5 separate regions of the Mus musculus genome follow, and regions 2, 3, 4 and 5 are each linked to region 1. A link is a contact called in public Hi-C, HiCAR-type and promoter capture Hi-C data. All regions are on one chromosome and are shown on one strand. Each heading gives the region's core, a stretch centred on a gene start, on an enhancer-like site or on the middle of the called end of the contact. The rest is flanking DNA. Distances are from core to core; before and after follow the strand shown. Region 1 holds the start of Gtf3c1 (general transcription factor III C 1). Region 2 holds the start of Tnrc6a (trinucleotide repeat containing 6a). Region 3 holds the start of Slc5a11 (solute carrier family 5 (sodium/glucose cotransporter), member 11). Region 4 holds the start of Arhgap17 (Rho GTPase activating protein 17). Region 5 holds the start of Zkscan2 (zinc finger with KRAB and SCAN domains 2).

Region 1 (4,365 bases), core at 1,197-3,696:
CAGTCTCCTCTATCCAGCCTTGAAATGTAGGTGTAGTTTCAGGAGGTGTCCAATCACAACACTCTCCTGGGGATGATCTCTTCATTACCAAGTGCCCAGAATGATTCACAAACGTCTAGCCCAGCCCCTCCCCCTGGCTGCTTTACCCACCAGCATTCTCTCCTTACTAAACAGAACCTCTTATACTCAAAGGAGACTGGAGATGCAGTTAGCAACTCCCCTAGACTCACCCAATGCTCTTCCCCACCAACTCTGGGGAGGGGATTAGTGTTCATTCAGGTTGTTTCAGCAGCAGACACCAAGTACACAGACTTTCACTTCTGTCTTTCCACACTCCATAGCACCAGACACCAAATTCTCTGGACTGTCTTACTAACATGCTTTTTTTTTTTCTTATTTGTAATTAATTAATTAACTAGGTATTTCAAGAATGAGGTTCTCTGTGTAGCCCTGGCTGTCCTGCTCACTCTGTAGACCTGGCTGGCCTCAACCTCAAAGATCGCCTGCCTCTGCCCAAAGTCATGTGCTGCCATCACGATTAGACTGTCTTTTTTTTGGGGGGGTGGGGGTGGCAGGGGGGAATTCGAGGCAGGGTTTCTCTGTATAGCCCTGGCTGTCCTGGAACTCACTCTGTAGACCAGGCTGGCCTCGAACTCAAAACTGCACCTGCCTCTGCCTCCCAAGTGGGATTAAAGGCGTGCATCACCACTGCCTTTTAATAATCACCATATAACTGGAGCTGGCCTTGATTTCAGACCCTCCTGCTGGAGTCTGCCTGCAGGGAGTACAGGTGTGTGCTACTAGGCCAGGCTACCTGGGATGTCTTGATCCTATGCTTTCTTTATTCCCATCCCCACCAGGATAAACCAGTCCCTGACTGGTTGTGACTCTCAGCTTCACTGTCACCAGCCTCACTCCCCCTCCGGAGACTTCCCTCTGTCTTTATAGTAAAGGACAGCTTCATCAAGTGGACTAGATGATCACAGGTTCTTTCTCAGACAGTTTAGTCAAGGGCAGAGTAGATCCTGGACCTAAATTTCCTGGAATCCTAGTGGATGCCCACTTCACCCCCTGAGCCTCCTCTTCAGGGTGTTGTAAAACTTTCCACGCTCCCTGCTTCCAAGCGTACTCTTCAGGCGCACGCAGTTCACTTCTCTCCCGTTAAGCTATTCTACTTGGTGTTGCTTGTTCAGAGCACTCTGCCAAGTGGCCGCCTAAATCTAAACTTATCTGGTTCATTATTACCTCTAGAACCTCCTCTGACCTTCATAATATAGCTTAAGAGTTCCAACTTGCAGGGCATGGTAGGGCATGCCTGTAACCCAAGTGCTAGAGTGCAGAGGCAAGCGGGTATGATATGAAATCACACTGAACTGTATTGTCAGCTCTTTCTTCTTTTTTTTTTCTTTTTTTCTCTTTTCTTTTTTTTTTTTGGTTTTTCGAGACAGGGTTTCTCTGTGTAGCCTTGGCCTCGAACTCAGAAATCCGCCTGCCTCTGCCTCGCAAGTGCTGGGATTAAAGGCGTGTAACACCAAGACCAGCTCGTCAGCCCTTTCTTAACAAAAACTTGTACAGGGGAGTAAGGGGTGGGCTGAGGCTAAGGGCAGAGCATGCAAGGAGCTGGATTCTGCTCCTGGAGAAGGACAGATAGGAGAAGGGAAAAGTGCATTTAGCAATCCCTGAATCCTGTACTTAACCTAAGGTTAATCCCTTAACCTCTCGGCGTCAGTTTCCTCCTCTGTAAAATGAAAAGACAATAGTGTCTCGCTCAGTGTCGCGGAACTGAGTTCTGTCGCTTCCAGAACTGGGTCTTGGAACCCACCTATGGGAAGCGCCCAGTCCACCTCGGCTACTCTTTCACTGCTATTCGGGGCTATGCAGACCTCCAGTGAGCTGCCTTAGCTTTCGGAACGAACGCTCCCTAAAGGTCCCTGAAGGACCTCACCTAGTCCCACTTTTTAACCACTTTCCTACTCCCGTCCTATCACCCAACTTAAAGGAACTCTTTAGACTCGCTCCTTTAACACACTGGGAAACAGTTCCGTCACAGCGGATACCCCATCCCCCAGCTCATCTACTCCGGCCTGCTAGGGCGCAGAGCTCAGGTTTGCTCGCCTCCCGCGCCCATCCCCCACGTCCCACGGTCCCCGTTCTGCATCGCACCATCCTGCCCCGCTCCAGGCTCTCAGCCCTCGCCCCACCCCTGGTGGCTGACCGGTCTTGGAGCTGCAGGTCAGGTCTCTCTCGCGGCTCCTCGTAGAAACTGATGCCCGGGTGCGTGGCTAAAGCCCGCCACAAAAACTCCTGCGTGTAGGGTTCCAGAGGCAATGGGAAGGCAGGCGAGCGGGATTCCAGGCGGCTCCACAGCGCGGGCAGGCACAGGCCGTCGAGCCCCTCCAGGGCCACCTCGTCCAACAACGACTCGAGCGCGTCCATGGCCGCTTCAGTTAGCAGCGCCCGGGGCGCCTGCGCACCTCGCCGCCGAGGCCAGGGCCCAATGCGCCTGCGTACAGCGATCCGAGGCCTAGGGAGGACTGATGGGGAGTCCCAGCGCTCCGCCGTGACGTCACGCTACCCGAGGGCGGGCTCAATGATCAGAGTTCCTCCTCCATTGGTCCGGAACCCCGTAGTAACCAGGGGAACTGCAAACACTGTCAGGGCCGCTTCCGGTTCGGGAGGCCGGAACCGCCGCCTCTAGGGATGGACGGTTAGTGTCCGTGGGCCCCGCCGGGAGGTTGGGCGGCCGTCCCTCATCCCTCGGAGGTGTCTCAGGGAGGAACGCCTAGCCACAGGGACCCCGGCCCAGGATGGTGTCCAGCCTGAGGGGAAGGTTCTGGCGGTGCGGGATGGGGACCACGGCTGGGAGTGGTTTTGTAGGAGTCCCTCTCTCAGACTTAGGGAGGGGGGACGGGGAAGAGATTGGCGCGGGGGAGGCGTGAGGAGGATTGCGGGGGTCCTGGGATGGGCGATGGGAATGTCGAAGTTGGTTGGCGGTAAGCGTGTCCCTTGGGAGTACGTTTGTCAGCTCCTGGCATCAGGAGTGGAGGGAAAGGGCTGGGAAGAGTTTTATGTGCTTCGGTATTGTTGATAACTCACGTGAACTGAGTACTGTTCGGTGCCAGGGTTTCTGTAGCTACTGACAAGTGCAAACGTTTCACAGCAGTCCTTTGGGATAGTCACTTATTTTACAGGCGAGGGAGCTGAGGCTCAGACAAGGCAGGCCACTTTGCCTGGCCAAAGTCAAATAGCTAATCAAGAGACAGCATGAGTAAGACTCCTGGACGATGGGAGTTTAAAATCTGAAAAAAAAAAATATTTTAGAAGCCTTCCATTCCAGAGCTTGCCAGTGCACATGTCTACGGGAGCAAGTTTGGTGGGCTGTGACTGATAAACCAGTTGCCAATCTGTACAGAAGCAGATTGTTTTTAGGAGCAAGTCTCAAACTATGATAGCCAGTTAGTTAGTCAGTCGTAAGGCTAAAGGCAGCCTGGTTAGAATCACTGTGGACACTCAGGCGCTCCCTGGGAATAGCTGTTCTGATATCCAGCTTTTCAGATGGGAACACTGATGTCTGAGGAGACTGGAAGGGTCTGTGCTGCTTCACAGTTCATTACTGCCCCTTCCTTCTGCATTGCTGTGAAAGCCAGTGGATGTAGCATGGAAAGACATGTTACCATCGAATGTGTTACATCTGCTTAAAGGGTGCCTTTGTCCTTTGTCCTCGAGGCACTATAAAAAAATGCGTTTTATCAGTTTGCCCTGTCCTGCTGTCGAACAGTGGTTCTTAAAATCTAGGAGTCCTTGGACTCCTTTAAGCCTTTCCTTTACAAGACCTTTAAGCAATATAAGTGTGTATTATATCTGTGATGCTGCCACATAAATGCAAAATTTCAAGACATTTATTCACTTAGAACGAACCTCAGGCCAAGAGCGGTGGTGCATGCCTCTTCCCCAGCCCTCAGGACATCTCTGTGAGGATGACCTCTTCTACAAAGTGAGTGCCAGGTCAGCCAAAGCTAAGCTACTTGGGGAGGCCCTGTCTCTAAACAAACAAGAAACAGGAAACTCTTACTCCTGAACTTAGATCTTTTAAGTGAAGATAGCTGTGTGTACCCCTCCTCCAAATAGGAAAAAAAAAAAAAAAAAGTAATAGCTTTCTATTTCCTCTCTCCCTTTCTTTCCCTTCTTGATTTTGTGATTTTGTTTTGTTTTGGGACAGGGTCTAATGTAACTCAGTCTAGTTTCAAACTTGCTGTGTAGACAAGGATGAATCGGAGTTCCCGATCCTCGTGCCTTAGCCTCCTGGGTGCTGGGATTACATGCAAATGCTGTCATGCCATTTAACTGGCTTTCTCCTTTTCTTTC
Region 2 (4,365 bases), core at 1,266-3,765, 2.6 Mb before region 1:
TATATATTTGAAATGATATTTGGTAGAATGATTATATATAGTGGATTCGATTATCAGTGATCACTATTTTGGGATGGCAATGGATTGTATCGATGCACAAACCCACACACACACATATAATCTTAATCACTTATTGCTTACATGACTTTGGGAAAATTAATCACACCTGTTGGCACAGGGGGTGTGTAATACTCCTACCTCAGTGGGAGGTACAAAGACAACAATTAGTGTCTAATTAATCTTTGTATAAGGTACTTAGAATAGTTTGGGATAACATTCACTACGCACTGGAGAAATCCTAATTAGATGAAGTAAATACACTCTTTCCAGTAAAGTATCTACGTGTTCATGTGTCCAAGTTCTTTCTATTTATTAATGTGTAGACTTTCTAAAGTTTAAAGATAAAGGATGGGGATATCGGTCAGTGGTATAGTGTTTACTTAGCAGACATTTTTGCTATACTCAGCATTGCAAAAAATTATTTACGTGTATGAGTGTTTTGCCAGTGTATATATATATATCATATACGTGCCAGGTGCTGAGGAGGCCAGAAGACATTGGGTATCCTGGAACTTGAGTTATAGACAGTTGTAAACCACCATGTGGGTGTTGGGAACTGAACTTAGATTCTCTGGAAGAGCGGCCAGTGCTCTTCTGACTACTGAGCTCTTTTTTACAGCCTCAGTTGTGGTTTTGATAGAGGAAAAAGTAATCATTACCTTCCAAAATTATAATTTGTGAATTAGTCTAATCACTTAACCTTGGTAAGGCAAGGAATATAGAGTAGAGAAGATGGGTGTTGAGGTAATCACAGGAATTGGGCAGAAACAAAGGCAAAACATTATAGGAAAGATTCTGTCTTAATTTGCCTTCTATCACTGTGATGAACACCATACTGACAAGCAAATTGGGGAGGAGAGGGTTTATCAGCTTACAGTTCATAGTTCATCATATAGGAAAATCAGAGCAGGAACTCAAGGCAAGAACCTAGAGGCAGAAACTAAAGCAGAGACATAGAGGAGTGTGCTGCTTACTGGCTTGCTCCCCATGGCTTGTAGCATGCTTTCTCATACAACCTGGGATGGCCTCTAAAGAGCTTCCATATCAACTATTAATCAAGAAAATGCCTATAGAGTTGCCTACAGCAATTTGATGGGGGCATTTTCTCAGATGACTCCATCTTGTATCAGTTTAACAAAGAACCTAACCAAAGTTGATCCTGTGTGTGTGTGTGTGTGTGTGTGTGTGTGTGTGTGTGTGTGTGTTATAGATCACTAGAACTCAGGAGAGAGAGATAGGCAGATTTCTGAGTTTGAGTCCAGTCTGGCCTACATAGGCTAGCCAAGGATATAGAGTAAGACCCCCATCTCAAATAAATTAAAATGTAAAAATTACTAGCATTTATTTGTTATTCTTCATTTTGCAATTTGTAATTTTTTTCCAAAAAATGTTTATAGGGTGTTCATAAAATTAAGAACACCAAAAGAAGAAAAATGCAAAACAGACGTTAACATGCTGGCTAGTTCCTTTCTGGGCATTCATCCACTCATTAGCTAACTACAACACACATTTCTCCTAGAGCAGAAGCAGACAATCACAGAGCTTGTTTCATGGGAGAGACTGGAGCAGGTTTAAACCAGTTAAAGGACTTAGAATAGAAAAGGGCAAAAGAAGGTTGTCTGCAGAGCGAGTTTTCTGAGAAAGTAAAAGGGAGTAGATTTTAAGTAGAGGAGAAATGTGCAGATTACTAGCATTATATGCACCGAATATGTATGTACCTATGTGCATTATAATATCTTAATGCATTATATTGCAGCATCCCCCTTTGGGTATGTATCTTATTGTATTTACAATCAGGTATGTGTCTATATTGTAATTTAAGAAAATAATTGTAATAATTGTATCTTCATGTATTATATTACTGTATCTTATTTTATCTACATGTAGACTTACATACTTTACCTACAGACATGTATCTTACAGTGTTCACATGTAAGAATTTTTGGGTGTTCACATGTCTTTCTGAGAACTAGTATGGCATCTGCGTTTCCATTCTTTTATTGTAACCAAGACCCCAGGTATTGCAAGTAGCTGCGTTTAATGCCACCTCATAGCATTAGATGTCGTAGCTGGCTACAGTTATTCAACCTTTCCTGTGCATTTGAGTTAATATCTTGATTGTGAAGTACTTAAAAGTGATACCCAAATGGTTATTTCTTGAGCAGAGAAATTCGTGCAAGTGGAATTGCTGAGTCAAGGGTGTGTAAAAATTTGAGGCACAAAAATAAAAAAAATGAAACTTCTGGGATGCATTCTTCACCTGGGAAGAGGCACAAATCGAGAGGTTAAATAAATGTGGCTGAAGGTCAAAAGTAATTAGATGTGGGTGAATTTAAAAAACGGCGCGGGCTAGTCTGGCAGCGGCAGGGGTGGAATTTGCGGTTTGCTGGATTTTTTTTTTTTTTTTTTTTTTAAAGGCGTGTTTCTGTAAGGGAGGGGCCGGGCCGAGGGGAAGGAAACTTGTGTCGCAGTAAAGAAGGAGGAGGGGATGGTCCGAGGCAAGCCCGAGCCAGCCTCGGCGAAAAAGGCCGCGCTCCGCTCTTGCCAGGCCCCAGAGCCGCTCGTGGGGAACCTCGGAGTTCCCCGACAGCTCCGGCGAAGTCCTGGACGCGTCAGACAGTTGTCAAGTGGCTGCCTCGTCCGGCAGGCCTAGTTGCTAGGACCTCCATCTTGGGGCTCCCGGGCCACGGCGCCCCCGGAAGGGGTTGCGAGTGGGGCATTCACTTCCGGTCTGGGGCCTGCGGCGGCAGCGGTGGCGGCGGCGGCGGCGGCGGCAGCGGGACGGTGTAGAAAATGGCGCTGGTGCAGCGGCTCGGGCCTGTCCCCGCGGCGCTGCGGAGGGCTTGAGGCTCGCGAGCCTCGTTCCCCGCGCCTCACGCGCTAGTGCACTTTACACACATGAGGTGAGCGGACCGGAGGGGAGGCTCGCTCGGGGGGCCAGGAGCCAGCCTCCGGCGCTGCCGCAGGACCCCCTCGGGCTGATGGGCGGCGGCGCGGGGCAGTCCCCGGGGGGACGCGGGCGTGGGCGGGAGTCCCGGGCGGTCCGGGAAGCTTGGTCCGGCGCGGGCTACGGCTCTGGGCTCGGTCGCCCTGGGCTCGGCGGCCCGCAGCGCTGCAGCCCGCAGCCCCGCCCCTCCCCCACCGCGCGGGCGCTCTGCCGCAGCAGCTCCGTTTTCACGCGCATCCCCTCCCCCCGTTTTTTTTTTTTTTTTGTGTTTGTTTTTGTTTGCTATTTCAGAGAATTGGAAGCTAAAGCTACCAAAGACGTAGAGAGAAATCTTAGCAGGTAAGATGGGCGAGCCTTCGGTCTCCCGCCCCTTTATAATCGTGTGTTTCCACTCTGCTTCGCTCTTCCTGGGTTTACGGACCCCCCCCCCCCAACCTCCACCCCCACCCCCCAACCCCGTGTCATTTGCTTTCGCACTCACGGAACAGACATTCGGGAGAAACGGCCTCAGGGAATATTGCATGGGGGGGGCATTGCAGGGAGACGCGTAATTACGAGTGTGTTCGTTCTTAAAAAGAAAAGCAAAAGGCAGTTCTTGTAAACTTAGTTAAAGCATTCTCACCCTTTTAGAATTTAATTAGGGGACTTGTGCATTAATTACTATTGTAAATGGTTGCAGGCATTGTGTGACTCATGATTGAGGCGGCCCTTATGGCGGGCTGTCAAACTGTTTTGGCTTCCCCGTTATTACTTTGTAGCTAAATTGTTGCCTTTATAAAAAGATACTATGTGTTCACATTTTTTCCTCTCTGTCTCTGCACATTGTAGTCAGGCGGATTCTGTTGCATTGGAAACAGTTTTGTCCTTGAACTTCATGAAGCATAAACTGCGTTTTGTTTTCCTTTGAAACTACATTTTAGTCTGTGTTCAGTGTGTGCTCTTTTTATCAGTTGGGAAAGTAATTAAAAATTGTTACCAGTAAGTGATTATCACTTCTGCTGGGTCTGAGTGCTTTTGCACTGGTAACTGGTAAGCATCAAATACTACCTCAAAAGAGAAGTGGGGTTTTTTTTTGTTTGTTTGTTTGGTTAGGTTTTGTTTGTTTGTTTGTTTTTTTGTCTCCTACCCCGAAGTAATGCATTTCTGGAAAACGTTTAGTTCTATTGAGCTGTAATTTCTAAATTATCAGAGAATTGTACTATACTTGACCCGTTTTCAGATCCACGTTTAAACAGACTTTTCCTTTACCTATTTGTTTTTGCATCATATTTAGACACTCAGAAACTTACAGATTAATACAGTAAAAACAACTTCCATTTGTTTTAGGTCTTAATATGGCTTACGTTTGTTTACTGGAA
Region 3 (4,365 bases), core at 1,059-3,558, 2.5 Mb before region 1:
TGGAATCTGCCCCCAGGTCCCCAAGAGGTGTCCAAAGTGATCAGGACTGGATTGGGGCTGCAGAGTGTCATCCACAACAACCTACTTCTGTTACTGTTACTGTTCTGTTACTGTGCTGCTGTGGGCCACATGGCCCTGGCTTCTGGTGTCGTCGTCCTCGTCGTCGTCTTCTTCTTCTTCTTCTTCTTCTTCTTCTTCTTCTTCTTCTTCTTCTTCTTCTTCTTCTTCTTCTTCCTTCTTCTTCTTCCTTCTTCTTCTTCTTCTTCTTCTTCTTCTTCTTCTTCTTCTTCTTCTTCTTCTTCCTTCTTCTTCTTCTTCTTCTTCTTCTTCTTCTTCTTCTTCTTCTTCTTCTTCTTCTTCTTCTTCTTCTTTCTTCTTCTTCTTCTTCTTCTTCTTCTTCTTCTTCTTCTTCTTCTTCTTCTTCTTCTTCTTCTTCCTCCTCCTCCTCCTCCTCCTCCTCCTCCTCCTCCTCCTCCTCCTTCTTCTTCTTCTTCTTCTTCTTCTTCTTCCTTCTTTCTTCTCCTTCTCCTTCTCCTTCTCCTTCTCCTTCTCCTTCTCCTTCTCCTTCTGGAAATCCTTCTCTCTGGCAGGCTCTGACCTTGGGACCATTGCAGAGTCTATGGCCCGATCTTTATTTTATTCTAGAAAGGTGGGAAATTCAGAGTGGAGTCTCAAACTAAATCGAGTTAGGCTGTGGTGACGAAGTAGGTACAGAAAGCAGCAGCAGCATGAGGCACCAAGGCAGGGAGGGATGAATGTGCTCAGCTCACTCTTTATGTGTGTGTGTGTGTGTGTGTGTGTGTGTGTGTGTGTGTGTGTTGTGCAATGTGTGTGGGTGCACTCAACCATTTACATATGTGGAGACCAGAGGTGAATTGAGGAGCCTTCCTTTATCATTTACTACATGATGATGATGGTAATGATAATGATGATATTATTTTCAAGATGGAATGTTACTTTAGCTCTGGCTGTACTAGAACTCACTATGTAGACCAGGCAGGCCTCAAACTCACAGAGCTCTCTGCCTGCCTCTGCCTCTGCCTCTGCCTCTGCCTCTGCCTCTGCCTCTGCCTCTGCCTCTGCCTCTGCCTCTGCCTCTCTGCCTCTGCCTTTGCCTCTCTGCCTCTCTGCCTCTCTGCCTCTCTCTCTGCCTCTCTGCCTCTCTCTCTGCCTCTCTGCCTCTCTGCCTCTCTCTCTGCCTCTCTGCCTCTCTGCCTCTGCCTCTGCCTCTGCCTCTCTGCCTCTGCCTTTGCCTCTCTGCCTCTGCCTCTCTGCCTCTCTGCCTCTCTGCCTCTCTGCCTCTCTGCCTCTCTGCCTCTCTGCCTCACTGCCTCTCTCTCTGCCTCTCTGCCTCTCTGCCCCTGCCACTGGAATGCTGGGATTAAGACATGTGCCTCTACACCCCTCTGCCTCCTCATTTTTGAGACAGTCACTGAAATTGAAGTGTACTGATTGGTAGATGGGCTGGTCAGTGAGCATGCCATCCTCCTGGCCCCAAGCCCCTAGTGCTGGGGTTACAGACATCACATGGTACCGGGGATCCAAACTCAGGTTCTTGGGCTTGCACAGTCCTCCTCTTTTGTTTTCCTTTTAACCCATCCCATAGGATGCTGCTGCCCACATTGAGGGTAGATTCCCCTGGATAAACCTCTCTGGAAACACCCTGACAGACACATTCTCAGGTGTCTCCTAAGTGATTTTTCACCCAGTAACACTGACAGTGACTTCAGCGTAGCAGCCTGCAAATGCTAGGAATGAAATGAAACTGTTTGCAGCCCTGAGCAGCTGGAAGCCTCACAGCTCTTCCCCTGCCTGCCCTGGAGCCCTGAGCTGTGGGAGCTCTGTCCAGGGCTTGTTTCCTCCTGACAGTTAGTCTGGATGCTGTGTGTCTGTCCTGCCTTGGTCTGAGACTAAACACAGCTGCTGCTGCACTGGGGCTGCTGCTCTTCTGGGCGTGTCCCTTTTATCTCCTGCACCCCCTTCTCCCCCTGCTCCTCCAGCTGTCTTAAGGCTGCCTGCTCCCAGAGTGGAGGGGAGGCGGGCGGGAGGGAGAGTGAGTGAGCGAGGCAGCCCAGGACCCAGGCTCCAGTCTCCCCTGCCTCTCCAGGCCATGGGCCCCCTGCCAGGTAAGGGCACTGGCCAAGGCCCAATGAGGGCAGGGCAGGCCCCTTTCCTCACGGGGCCTGCTCAGAGTTCAAGGGTTCTGGAGAGATCATCCAGGCTTCCTTTAAACTGCTGCTGCAGCTGAGGCTAGAGTTTGGAGTTTGACCTTTGTGGAACCTTTCTCAGCAGCAGGCAAGAAGGCAGGGTCTCTGCTGTCCTCTGCTGCTCCCTGCTGCAAAGGACAGGACATCCCAGGGGTCTCCCTTTGCACAGCCACTGCCTTCGGCCTCTGAAGTCCCCGAGACCCTAGGGCAGTAGAGCCTGCATCCTGAAGAAGGTAAGATTCCCTCCTTCCTCCCTGAGACACCCACTGTCTAAACTGGGAAGCTCCTTGGGTCCGAGGACTGGATAACCACTCTGGCCTAGCTCTCATCTGAGAAGTTTCGTTTGCTCCTGGCCTACAGAGTGTGGTTTGGGGTGGTGTCAGCAGCTGACAGCATAGGCCAGGGGTCTCAGCTCTTCTACTCAGGAACACTGAGGCACAAAAGCTTCATGTTCTTTCTTTGTCAGATGAGAATTTGGAGGTCAGCCTGGCCCAGCCCTCAGGTGTGGCAGAGGAGTCTGCAGCGATAAGGAAGGGGAAAGCATCGCAGGTCCCAGGAATCTGGAAGGCTATCCTGCTGCTGTTAATTAGCAAGGCAAAGGCATGCCCTACCTGCACAGCCCACCTAAGGGGCTGGATCTCTTCCAACTGCACAGCTGCTAGGGAGGGTGGTTAAACAGATGTCCCTTAAGGCCACTGAACAACTTGTTCAAGGTGACACAAGTGAACAGGGCAAAGCTGATGGTCTGAAAGGATGGTTGATAGCTGATTCTGGAACTCTGCATTTGACAAGGGCTGCCCTTCTGGGATATTTGTTTGGAAGATTGGTGTTTATGGAGTGTCTGCTTTGGGGGCACAAGATAAGACGGGCTAGTTACCTCTGCCTTCCTTCTGCTCACATTACTGTGAGACAAGGAAGTACGGGAGAGTTCTACCAACCATGTGCTAGGTTTCATTATACTGTGAGCAAAATGCCATTTGATATGAAAGGGTCCTGACTTAGAATGAGGCCCGGAGAGGGCAGATGGGATCTATAGGTGGGACAGGGAATGGAAGCCAAGGACCCTGAGCTCGTAAGCAAGCTTTCAAAGAATGGATGGAAACAAGCAAGTGAATTGTTTTGTGTTCAGATTCTTCTCTGGCTTCCATAACAGGGAGAAATCTAAGGAGGAATCTAAGGAGGCAGCAGGCAGGAAGAGAGTAGCTCCTTGATCTGGGCTGGACATAAGTGAAGGTGGTTTGTTAGGATGAAGGTGACTTAAGGAACACGGACAGGTTCAAGGCATGTTTTGGAAGTAGAGGAAAATAGAACTGCAGGTGAATAGATGTGGGGAACTGAGAAAGACATGGTCAATTATTTGATAGATGCTTGCATGCTATGACATCTTTGGTTCTTAGATATAGTGGTTGGCACACTAGGATGCTCAGATAGTCCTTGTTGGATGTCTGGCTGGATATATAGGTGGATCATGGATGGACGGATGGACGGACGACTGATGGATGGATGGATGGATTCTTAGGGGTAGACATGTGGAAGGATGGCTGGGTAGACAGATGGATATATGGATGTACGAATGTACGGATGGATGAATGGATGGATGGATGGATGGATGGATGGATGGACATATGGATTCTTAAGGGTAGACATGTAGAAGGATGGTTGGGTAGACAGATGGTTATATGGATGTACAGATGGATGAATGGATGGATAGATGGAGGGACAGATGGATTCTTGGATGGGTAGACACATGGAAAGATGGATGAATAAACCAGTAGATAACTGGGGTTGTGGGTGGATGTGACTTAAGGATGCTTTGGGCTTCAGTTAGTGTCATAGCCAGAGTGTCAGAGGCACCTGCCATCTGCTGAAGAGCTTGATATCTGGCCTGTACTTGGTAATTTTGGACATCTGTGGGCATCTGTGAGAGATGCCATGTTGGCCTTTGAATGAACATGTCTGGGTTAAATAGATGATCTTGTGACTCCTGTTCTCTGGTATTTTGGGACAGGGTCATCCTAGAATGGGATAGGTAGATAGAGAAGACTCATCCAGTTCCCAGTACTCCCATCTCTTACCCCCTGTAGCCCATTAGGGAAAATTGCCTTGCTCTCCCATACTTTGAAATTCTTCCCTTACCACCAGAACTGTGGGTCTTTTT
Region 4 (4,365 bases), core at 734-3,233, 2.3 Mb before region 1:
GTATGAATCACTACCACTCCATCCTGTTCATATTTTCCCAAACTTAATTCCGCAGCACCAGGCAATGCAGGACAAGCTGGAGTCCCAGAATTGACAATTTTGACAGGTCATCTGTCCTGGGATGGGAGTCACACACAGACCCTGGGAATCCAAGACTCATAGGAAAGACTCTCCCGGTGCTCAAATAGCCAACACGAGCAGGTAAAGAGGACGTTTGAAGATAGAAAGCAGGTAGCGCATGGCCTCAAGACGGTGCCCATCCAAGACATCAAGGATCTTCTAAGGACATGGAGACTGAGAGAAGTGAAGAGCATGAAAGGTTATCTATCGGCCAGGTGTGGTAAGAGAGGCTTATGGGAATTCCAGGAAGAGGTTAACATATAAGAAACATAGGCCTCCTGTGGGAACTGAAAGTGGGCAAGTCTGGCCAGAATGTAAAACTAGGAAGAGAGACTAAGGAGAAGCAGGGGCCCACAAAACCCTAACCAGCTTTCAAGGCAGAAAGCTCTCAAGACTTTGCATAAAACCAGCAACTTTCCCTTGTCCCACACAGGACGAAACCTAATCAATAACAAATCTAACAAAGGCATTGTGGCAGCCACTAAGTTTTGATTCTGCCATGCATATCTGCAAGGAGTACAAGACTCACAAGAAAATTATCACTTCTCATCATATTTCTTGTTCATGCCATTAGGATTACTCGCCTTGACCCTAGTCTTTCTCTAACTCTACACGCAACAAAAAACTAGGCATGTGTGGGTTTAAGGGGCAGGGACTGAGTCTGGATAGAGGATACCAAGATTACATGATGGAGGGATTTTTCTTCCCTTCTATTTTTCTTTTTAGAAATTCAATAACAAAACTTAGCAAAAGGTTGGGGGAAATGAAACATTGTAAAAAGCAAATTTAGAAAACCCAAGAGGAAGTAAAAGTATTTTCGTACACATAAAAAAAGAAGTGTCTCACGTGCTTCAACCAAACCAAACTGTCCTTAACTGCTAAGGGAGGAGGGTAACAGCAAGAGCTGTGAAAAACCCATCTATCTTCGTGCAGAATAACCAGCAAATTGGTTCGGCAAAGCTATCCGCCCTGCAAGACCTTGAAATATTTGTTCCAGATAGCACAGCACATGACAACAGCCTCCTGAAAGCTCTAAAAACCGCAAATCGTTCCTGTTCTACAGCCTACTCATCTACTGTCCCTCCTGTATTCTTTCATTAAAAAAAAAAAAAATCAGTTTCTTGTCAAGCACTCACTCAGTGTCAGAAAATACCACATCCAAGGTGAGATGAGAAAAGGCATCCTTTTCGCTTTCCAAACCTCTAGACCTCAAGAACTCACAGCAAACTCCCAAAAGCCTGGATTTTGAGACTGCAGTTCTCGATTCCTTCACAGAGGGGAGGGGGGCTGAACTTAACTGGGCAAGCCACAGTAGCCTAACACCCCTTAGGTTCCCAGTGACCAGCAAGCTCTTCTAGGAGGAAGGCTGCAACAGCGGATCAGCGGGGAGAGCCTGAGAACACCGGCCCCAAAGCTGCGCGCCTGGCACTGCGAGAGGCACACAAGTTTACGGAGTTTTCGCACCAGGCGGCGAGCTCCGGCTGGCGGGGACAGGGAGGAGTAAAGACCCTCGTGAGTCTCCCGAGGACGATGCTCCTCCGGCCAGGACAATGGGCAGCGCCCAAGCCGTAGCTAGGCGCAGACCCCCGCCCCGCGGGGCCCAAGGCCGGGCCGCGCCCGGCTCTCCCCGCTCCCCGGCTCCTCGCGCGCAGGACCGGCCCGCCCCCCGCGCGCCCCCCGCCGGCGCGACCCGCGCACTCGCCTGCCGACAGTCTGATTGGCCAGCTGCTTCATGCGGTTGAATTGCTTCTTCATGGCGGCGGCGGCGGTGGCGGCGCGGCAGGCGGGCGGAGGAGAACTGGGGACCGTCTGGCGGGTCCTACCTACATCGCTTCCCGGCCCCGGAGGCGGTGACGGAGGCTACAATTCGGCCCCGCCCCTCGCCGCGTCACTTCCAGCGTCGCCGCCCGCCCCTACCACGAGTTGGGCCGAGCCTAGCCGAAAGAGGCCGAAACCAGAGAGGTGGAACAGGTGCGGACGGACCCAACATGGGCGGAGTTAAGTGGTTCAGGGCGGGGACCAATGAGGCCGCGCCGAGGTGGGTAGAGCCGAGCCGAACAGGGTCGAAACTAGATAGGTGGAGCCGAGCTTGGTCCGGCCGAAACCGGAGAAGTCAGGCGTAGCTGGACGGAGCAGAGCTGGGCGAACTTGAGTGGAGCCGAACCAATCGGTGAGCGGAGAGGAATGGAGTTGAGCCAATCGGAGACGGACGAGAGTGGCTCTGCTAAGAAGAGCGGAGACTACCCCAGCCCGGCACCTGGACACAGCGGTTCTGAATTAGAGCTGGGCAGGATGGGCCGAGCAGAGCCAAACTTAGCTACCTACTCTAGTGGTGACAACTAGAACGCAAGTGAGCCTCGCAGATCCTGGTCCGGTCCGGCAAGGCGGAACACAGGGATGGGGTCTTGTCCAGTCGGACCCGGAGTCAGGCCAGCCCGGGAAGGGGTTTGGGGGGAGAAGAGTCCGGCCAAGCCGAGCGGAATAGTAGTCCTAGACGAGTGATGCCCGGTCAAGTGAAGGCGAACTGAAACGAGCTGAGGTTAAGCTGAGCGAGTGGACCTAACCTATAGCGGCGGGTCAGACCAGGGTTTATCCTAACCTAGCAGGAGTGAGCTGAAGCAGATCTATAGGGTGAACCAGCTCCGCGCCCTCAGTACTTGAACTGGTCCATGGGAAAGGCCAAAAGAGTAGGGTCAATCAGATGAGGACCCCCAGACTCCCCAGCCAAAGGAGACTGGCCTTCCCTAGGCCCCTGCACTGATGGGCCTCTGAGTCCCCGCTGCCATAAATGACCGCGAGGTTCTGATTCCCAGCCCTACAGTAACAGGCTGGGGAACTTGGTGGGATCATTTCGCATTGCTGAGCCCTTTCGTCCAACTGAGCCAAGTTAGTTTTATGACCCGCAGCCATGTCCTCCTGACTTGGCAGCCTTGGCTCCACACAACATTCCCTGTGCCCCGTGGGCTAAGGCATCCTTTACAGGCTGTGCGATGGTTTAAAGTGTCAACGTGACAGAATCTAGAATCACCTTGGAAACAAATCTCTGTGTGTGTCTGTGAAGAAGTTTCTACATCAGGTTAATTGACGTGGGAAGATCCACTCTAAATGTGGGCCACAGCATTCCATCATCTGTGGCCCCAGACCGCAGAAAACTAGCTGAGTTAGGAGCTTTCGTCTCCTTCTGCTTTCTGAACGTGGAGGCAGTGTGGTCTTCCTGCGAGCTGCCTCAAAAAACTGTCTATTGCAGTGCCTTCCCCATCATGGTAAACATCCCTTCCTAGAACTGGAAGCTGGTTTAAATCCTTCCTCCCTCACATTGCTTCTTGTCCTGCATTTTCTTAAAACAGAGAGCAAAATAACTAATGCAGGATGCATCTTGAGCTCAAAGAACAAGAAAATTAAAAATCTGTAGCGATTACAACACAAGTGTGGACCCTCAAGTCAGGCAGCAAACTGCAAGTCACCAACATTAATTACAACAGGAAGTGTTGAAATAAGGCTTTGTTTTGGTTTGGGTTTTTGTTTTGTTTTGTTTTGTTTTGTTTTTGAGGAGTCTCATAGCTGAGAATGGCCTTAAATTACTGATCCTCCTGCCTCCACCGGCCAAATGCTAGAATTACAGGCTTGTGGCACCCCGTCCAACAAGATTTATTAAAGCAAGACAGACAGGACTTCAAGACCATTTGCCAAACCTGAGTCAGCCATTGAGTCACTACATTCAGATGCTACCATGAAACTAGACAGTGGCGACATAGGCCTGAAAACCCAGCTACTCAGGAGGCTGACACAGAAGGATCACAAATTCCAGGTCAGCCTGGGCTACAGAAAGCAGTAAAAGAACAATGCAGAACAGATGTTGTCATCCTATCAGGGAACACTGTACAGACTTCATTCAGTTCCTGTACCAGTCATGCGCTAGCTTACCAAGTGGATGGCGTGGATTTTAATGTCAATTCGGTCACAACATGGACAAGTCAAAGTTTTAAGACGTGAGTGTGGAGCTGATCCTTATGGAGTGTTGCTCAGACTTGCCGGGTAGAAGGAAGAGCTAGTAGGTGGAAAGTGGCGTCTACCACCATAAAGAACTTAAACAGGACAGAAGCCAGGGAACTGTCAACCATCAAGTTCAATTGTCAACCACTGGCATCCAGAAAACCTCAGTGACACTGAACCAAAGACAGAAGAGTTAGAAATCATGTTTCAGCCAAGTGGCTCAGGAATTAAAGTCACCAATCTCTAAACCTC
Region 5 (4,365 bases), core at 690-3,189, 2.2 Mb before region 1:
GTCTCCAGTTGCTCTGGCTCAAAGTCAGCTACTTCCCACACAGTTCTAGGTGGGGCTTGCTTCTCTGAAGGCAGAGGGCTACTGACCTGCAAAACAAAGTCAACATCAACAAAGAAAATCGGAGGAAAGGAATTGCAGTCCCAACAGAGACGTTAAAGGGCAGGAGAACTGAGGGGGGAGAGGATCTCCACGGACGGAAGCGGGCTCACAGTCATTTGGGAATATGGGAAAAGGAGAGCGCTCTTTATTTGTGTATTTTTTTGAGGGGTCATTACTACAAAGTCCTCTTATATATCAGGTGCACAGAGAACTAATCAGAACACTAGTGAAGTGAAGAATCACAAAATCAACTCCTGAGCACACCCTGTGCAAGGTGAGACTGTAAACCTGTCAGACACTGAGGACTTCACACGGTTAACAAGAGGGCGCTGAGAATAACTACAGACCGGCAAGCAGGGACATAGAAAAATGATGATCTGGCCGTTAAACTGGATGAGCGCGGAGGAGCACGGCACAGAGAGTATTTCACAGGACACCTGCTGGAATGGTAAGGGTTAGGGAGGGCTCTGGAGATCCATGAGATCTCCCTCTCCCACCAAACCCTGTGAGGCATTAGCTATTTAATACTGTCTCTATCGTTTTGGTAGAAACATTATACTGAGGATTAGAACAAACAAACCATACTTTTAGTTTAATTTGCAAGATCATAGTTCAACCAAAATTCTCTCCTCCATTTAGTATGAATTTCAAATCTGCTTTTTGGGGAATTTGGTTTCCGGATCTTTTAAAAGTCCCATTTATTTCTATAATGAGCTCTTCTTCCAGAAATGTAGCCCTGCCCACCTGCCTTTCCCACCACATCCCTTTAAAATCCTCGCTCACCTGCTTTCGAAGTCTTCTGGTCTCTTTCTCCAAATGCACTACTAGGGCCACCGCCTCCTCTCCGCTTTCTGGACATTGCTTCTGCGCCCAGGTCTGAATCTTCTCAGGCAGAATGGTGAGAAACTGTTCGATTACCAGCTGCTCGAGGATCTGTTCCTTGGAACGCATTTCTGGCTTCAGCCACCGACAGCAGAGTTCCCAGAGTTTACTGAAAGCTTCATGGGGTCCTGTCACATCCTCATAACAGAACTGCCTGAAGCATTTACGGAAGGACTCACATTCAGTGCTGCCTGATCTTTCCAGAATGGGCTCCGATACCCACTCGGAGTCCTTTTCCACTTTCATTATGAGGCACTCCTCAACTTCCACGTCGATCTGAGGGTTCATGACAGTAGCCATGATCCAATGGGGCCAACAGGTCTAGCTCCAAGTCAGGGCCCAGAGAAGCTTCCGAGTGCCCTCCACTTAATGCCCTTGGAAATATGGGACCGTAGAGACATAAAAGACAGCAGTTAGCTGGGACAAGGAACTCCAGGCTGATTAATCAAATTTGTACAAGGCTCTTGAAAGGGTGAATGTGCACCCACCCCAAAGTCTGCAAACCCGGCCTCTTATCCAATCAAGATGCGCCCCCTCCCATGAGGTTCTTTAAGGTGCAAGGTCGGAAAGACCTTAGGTTAGAAGCTAGGCTGGAAGGGGACCCAGGGGACTGATGCTGGGCGGAGGCGCCGATCGGGAGGGGGTGTGTCCGCGAGGCGCGGCCAGCCCTGGGGTCCTGGTCCAGGTCCAGGCCGCTGCAGGTGCCCACCAGGGGCGCGAGCGCAGGAATGTCCGGACTCGCAGCGGCGCCTGCAGCGCTCGGGGTTCCTCCGCACGAGGATGCCGAGAACCTCGGCCAGAGGGGAAGAAGCTGCGGGATGAGGCTAGGCCTCGCGGGGGGCGGCGAACGGCTGGCGCGCTGCCCTGTCAGCTCCGCCAGCGCAGAGCGCGGGGGGCGCTGGGAGCCGCGGCCACGCATGCGCCGCTCGCGACCGGGGTCCGTGCGAGGCTTCCTCGCGGGCAAGGAGGGGGGCGGGAAGGCATGCGTGGAGGAATCTCGCGAGAGCGCGCAGCACCGCGACTTGCCGCCGAGGGACTTTAGGAATGAGGGTGAAGGGAAATTCTGGGCGGAGGGACACGCTGAGGTCTGATCCTATTCCTCCAGAGATTGTGAAGCAGGACGCGAGCTAGCGTCCTGCCTCAGGCCAGGCAGACGTTGCGGGAGGCTGGAGTAATTTCTTTAGTGGAAGGGGTGCGCGCGTGTGTGTTGGGGTTGCGGGTGGAGGGACTTCTTTGTGACAACTGGCGGAGGGATTACAGTCAGCATCTGGCTGTGCATGGATTGCTACTGTCTGGGAGCCTTGGTTGGAGCCAGGACTCCTGAGGAAGGATGTGTGGCTAGCTCTGTTCAAATGTATGGTCAGGAGAAGGCTTATTTTCATTTTGGGGAATCTCTTAATTACCCAAGGCTCTGAGGTCTGAGTAGCCAACGGGCTATCTGGGACCTAATAGGACCGGGCCTAGATTCCCCTACTGCTGCAAAACTTCATAGCTAGATGTCTCAGAGCCTGCTGGCTCATAAATGTCTGTCCTGTAAGTGCCTACTTTGTGACAATGTTTTAGGCTCTTGGCATCGTTAGTGGGCAGCACAACTCTTATTCTCAGAGGCAGGTAGCTTATTAGAAAACAGACCAATGACTTATTTCTCAAAGGTTTTGCCATGATTTGGCTAGTTCTAGCATCGAAGCGGCATAGAGAATACCATAAGGATAAATGGCACGGCATAAACTGAAGGAAGGTCAGAACGGAATAATCCGCGGGTGCATCTAGTTAGTATCTGCCACGGGAGAGATGGAGCCAATACACAGCCTGTTTTAATTGCATTTAAAGATAGTATTATTGAGTACTGGTTTCTTACCAGACATGGTGGTAGGTGATAAGCAAAACAAGATCTCCTATCATTAGTAGTTACAAATAAAGTTCTGTATACCTGGGGTGAATCCTTCCAAGAAGAGAAACACATTCAAGATTTGGTTTAGGTAAGAGGTCTGGGTGAATTTCTTGGAAGAAGTAGTACTAAGGATGAGATCCAAAAGACAGACCTCTAGTGGGGATTGAGCAAAGACTGGCCTTCACAAGAATCCCATAGAGAGGATGAGGTTGTCTCTATTTTAGAGTTTAGGGCGCTGAGACCTCAGTAAGGGTGGTGCAAGCGCTAAAGGTGATGGGGAGTCATGGGATGAGAATAGGGTCTTTTATGTACATGGCCCTCTTGTTGGTATTAAGCCAGGTGCACATCTCAGCAGCTCAAGGTCACAAACTTGAAGGCTTGTTGGACTTAGGGAGATTTACCATGAACTGTGTGAAGGAGAGTATAAGATAAGAAGGAGCTGGGTGTGATGGCACATGCTTGTAATCCTAGAACTTTGGAGGTGGTGGAGGCAGCAGGATCAAGAGTTCAGGGTTGTTCTTCACTACAAAGCAAGTTTTGAGGCCAACCTGGGCACACGAGGCCCTGTCTTAAAAAGGTTGCTAGTTAACTATTATGTTTACTTGAGCACCAGTGTTTGTGTCTTGAGAGCAGAAGAGCACATTTGTCAGCAGAGAAGTGAATCCACACACAGGTCAATAAATGCAAGCTGGAGACATCAGAGAGTGGTAATTTTCTTAAGACTCACTAGGGAATGGTAGGTTCTATTTCTCCTTGTAGGTGCAGCCATTAGTCTAGTCTCTTGCTGCTAGACTGGGAAAATGGATCAAGACTTACCAGATCAGGCTAATTAAAGGAGGCTGGCTAGCAGTGGTATAATCACACTTTGGAATAACTGGGAAACACATCCATTCTACACACTAGGATGTTAGCTTAATGAAATATGAAATAGGATGTAAAATAATTTTTGAGATAATCTGGCTCTGTAGCCAGCTGGCCTTGGCTTGTAATCTTTCTGCCTCTACTACTGGAATTCTGGGGTTATAGGTACCCGTAACCATGCCTGCTTGGAAGTGCTCCTCCCTTTTGTCTCGGGCTTGGTACAGGAGTTTGTCAAGGGAGGTACGTGGCAAATTTCCATTTGTTCCTGGTCTAGAAATTGCTCTCTTAAGATCTTGCTTCAGAAGGAAACCATTATTCTTAGATATCTGTACTTCTCTGTCACTTAGACAGAGTAAGACAAAAATCTCAACTTTGCTGTGAGAAGTTGCAGCCTGTCTTCTTTAAAGTTCTACCTGGAGCTGAAGACATTTGGACTCACTTTTATTATCTGCTAGGGGTGGGGATTGTTAGATGTTTTGGTCTTTCAGAAGTACACAATTATATCTTAGTGGAAAATTTCAAATATCTACAAAAGAATTAGCTCATGTTCCTGTCTCCCAGCTTTAACTGTTAACGCATGGCTTATCTGTCTACTCCATTCCCTACCTAGTCTTTTGATTCAGAAATATTTT

Evidence for each region. Promoter capture Hi-C pulls out the DNA fragments that hold promoters and counts their contacts. Hi-C and Micro-C count contacts between places; a contact is called where the count stands out from the background. HiCAR-type assays count read pairs that join an accessible place to other places.
Region 2: a Hi-C map of CD4 T cells shows a contact between it and region 1, with 3 times the contacts expected there. The contact joins the promoter of Tnrc6a here to the promoter of Gtf3c1 in region 1. A contact is called at or near these places in 2 of 39 promoter capture datasets (embryonic stem cells and hippocampal neurons), 1 of 484 Hi-C or Micro-C datasets (CD4 T cells), 4 of 115 datasets of contacts at active chromatin or transcription factors (astrocytes, embryonic midbrain, large pre-B cells and 1 more) and 1 of 9 other capture datasets (adipose tissue).
Region 3: a HiCAR-type map of astrocytes shows a contact between it and region 1, with 8 times the contacts expected there. The contact joins the promoter of Slc5a11 here to the promoter of Gtf3c1 in region 1. A contact is called at or near these places in 3 of 39 promoter capture datasets (the 3T3-L1 cell line, hippocampal neurons and liver) and 5 of 115 datasets of contacts at active chromatin or transcription factors (astrocytes, embryonic stem cells, large pre-B cells and 1 more).
Region 4: a contact with region 1 is called in a Hi-C map of B cells, with 8 read pairs. The contact joins the promoter of Arhgap17 here to the promoter of Gtf3c1 in region 1. A contact is called at or near these places in 9 of 39 promoter capture datasets (the 3T3-L1 cell line, 3T3-L1-derived adipocytes, embryonic stem cells and 4 more), 4 of 484 Hi-C or Micro-C datasets (B cells, CD4 T cells, CD8 T cells and 1 more), 6 of 115 datasets of contacts at active chromatin or transcription factors (astrocytes, embryonic stem cells, large pre-B cells and 1 more) and 2 of 9 other capture datasets (embryonic stem cells and liver).
Region 5: a promoter capture Hi-C map of embryonic stem cells shows a contact between it and region 1, with 5 times the contacts expected there. The contact joins the promoter of Zkscan2 here to the promoter of Gtf3c1 in region 1. A contact is called at or near these places in 5 of 39 promoter capture datasets (embryonic stem cells, frontonasal cranial neural crest, hippocampal neurons and 2 more) and 2 of 115 datasets of contacts at active chromatin or transcription factors (astrocytes and embryonic forebrain).

Annotation. Positions count from the first base shown.
Region 1 is chr7:125,705,242-125,709,606 of GRCm38.p6, forward strand. It overlaps Gtf3c1 (general transcription factor III C 1), which reads right to left and starts at 2,447. Exons shown (of 37, transcript NM_207239.1): 1 at 2,216-2,447. The coding sequence starts at 2,436. D430042O09Rik (RIKEN cDNA D430042O09 gene) reads left to right here and starts at 2,629. Exons shown (of 28, transcript NM_001081022.2): 1 at 2,629-2,707. The coding sequence starts at 2,701.
Region 2 is chr7:123,121,370-123,125,734 of GRCm38.p6, forward strand. Tnrc6a (trinucleotide repeat containing 6a) reads left to right here and starts at 2,516. Exons shown (of 24, transcript NM_144925.3): 1 at 2,516-2,963; 2 at 3,299-3,346. The coding sequence starts at 2,959.
Region 3 is chr7:123,212,558-123,216,922 of GRCm38.p6, forward strand. Slc5a11 (solute carrier family 5 (sodium/glucose cotransporter), member 11) reads left to right here and starts at 2,309. Exons shown (of 17, transcript NM_146198.2): 1 at 2,309-2,440.
Region 4 is chr7:123,367,932-123,372,296 of GRCm38.p6, forward strand. Arhgap17 (Rho GTPase activating protein 17) reads right to left here and starts at 1,984. Exons shown (of 20, transcript NM_144529.2): 1 at 1,823-1,984. The coding sequence starts at 1,875.
Region 5 is chr7:123,498,687-123,503,051 of GRCm38.p6, forward strand. It overlaps Zkscan2 (zinc finger with KRAB and SCAN domains 2), which reads right to left and starts at 1,940. Exons shown (of 7, transcript NM_001081329.2): 1 at 883-1,940; 2 at 1-86. The coding sequence starts at 1,281.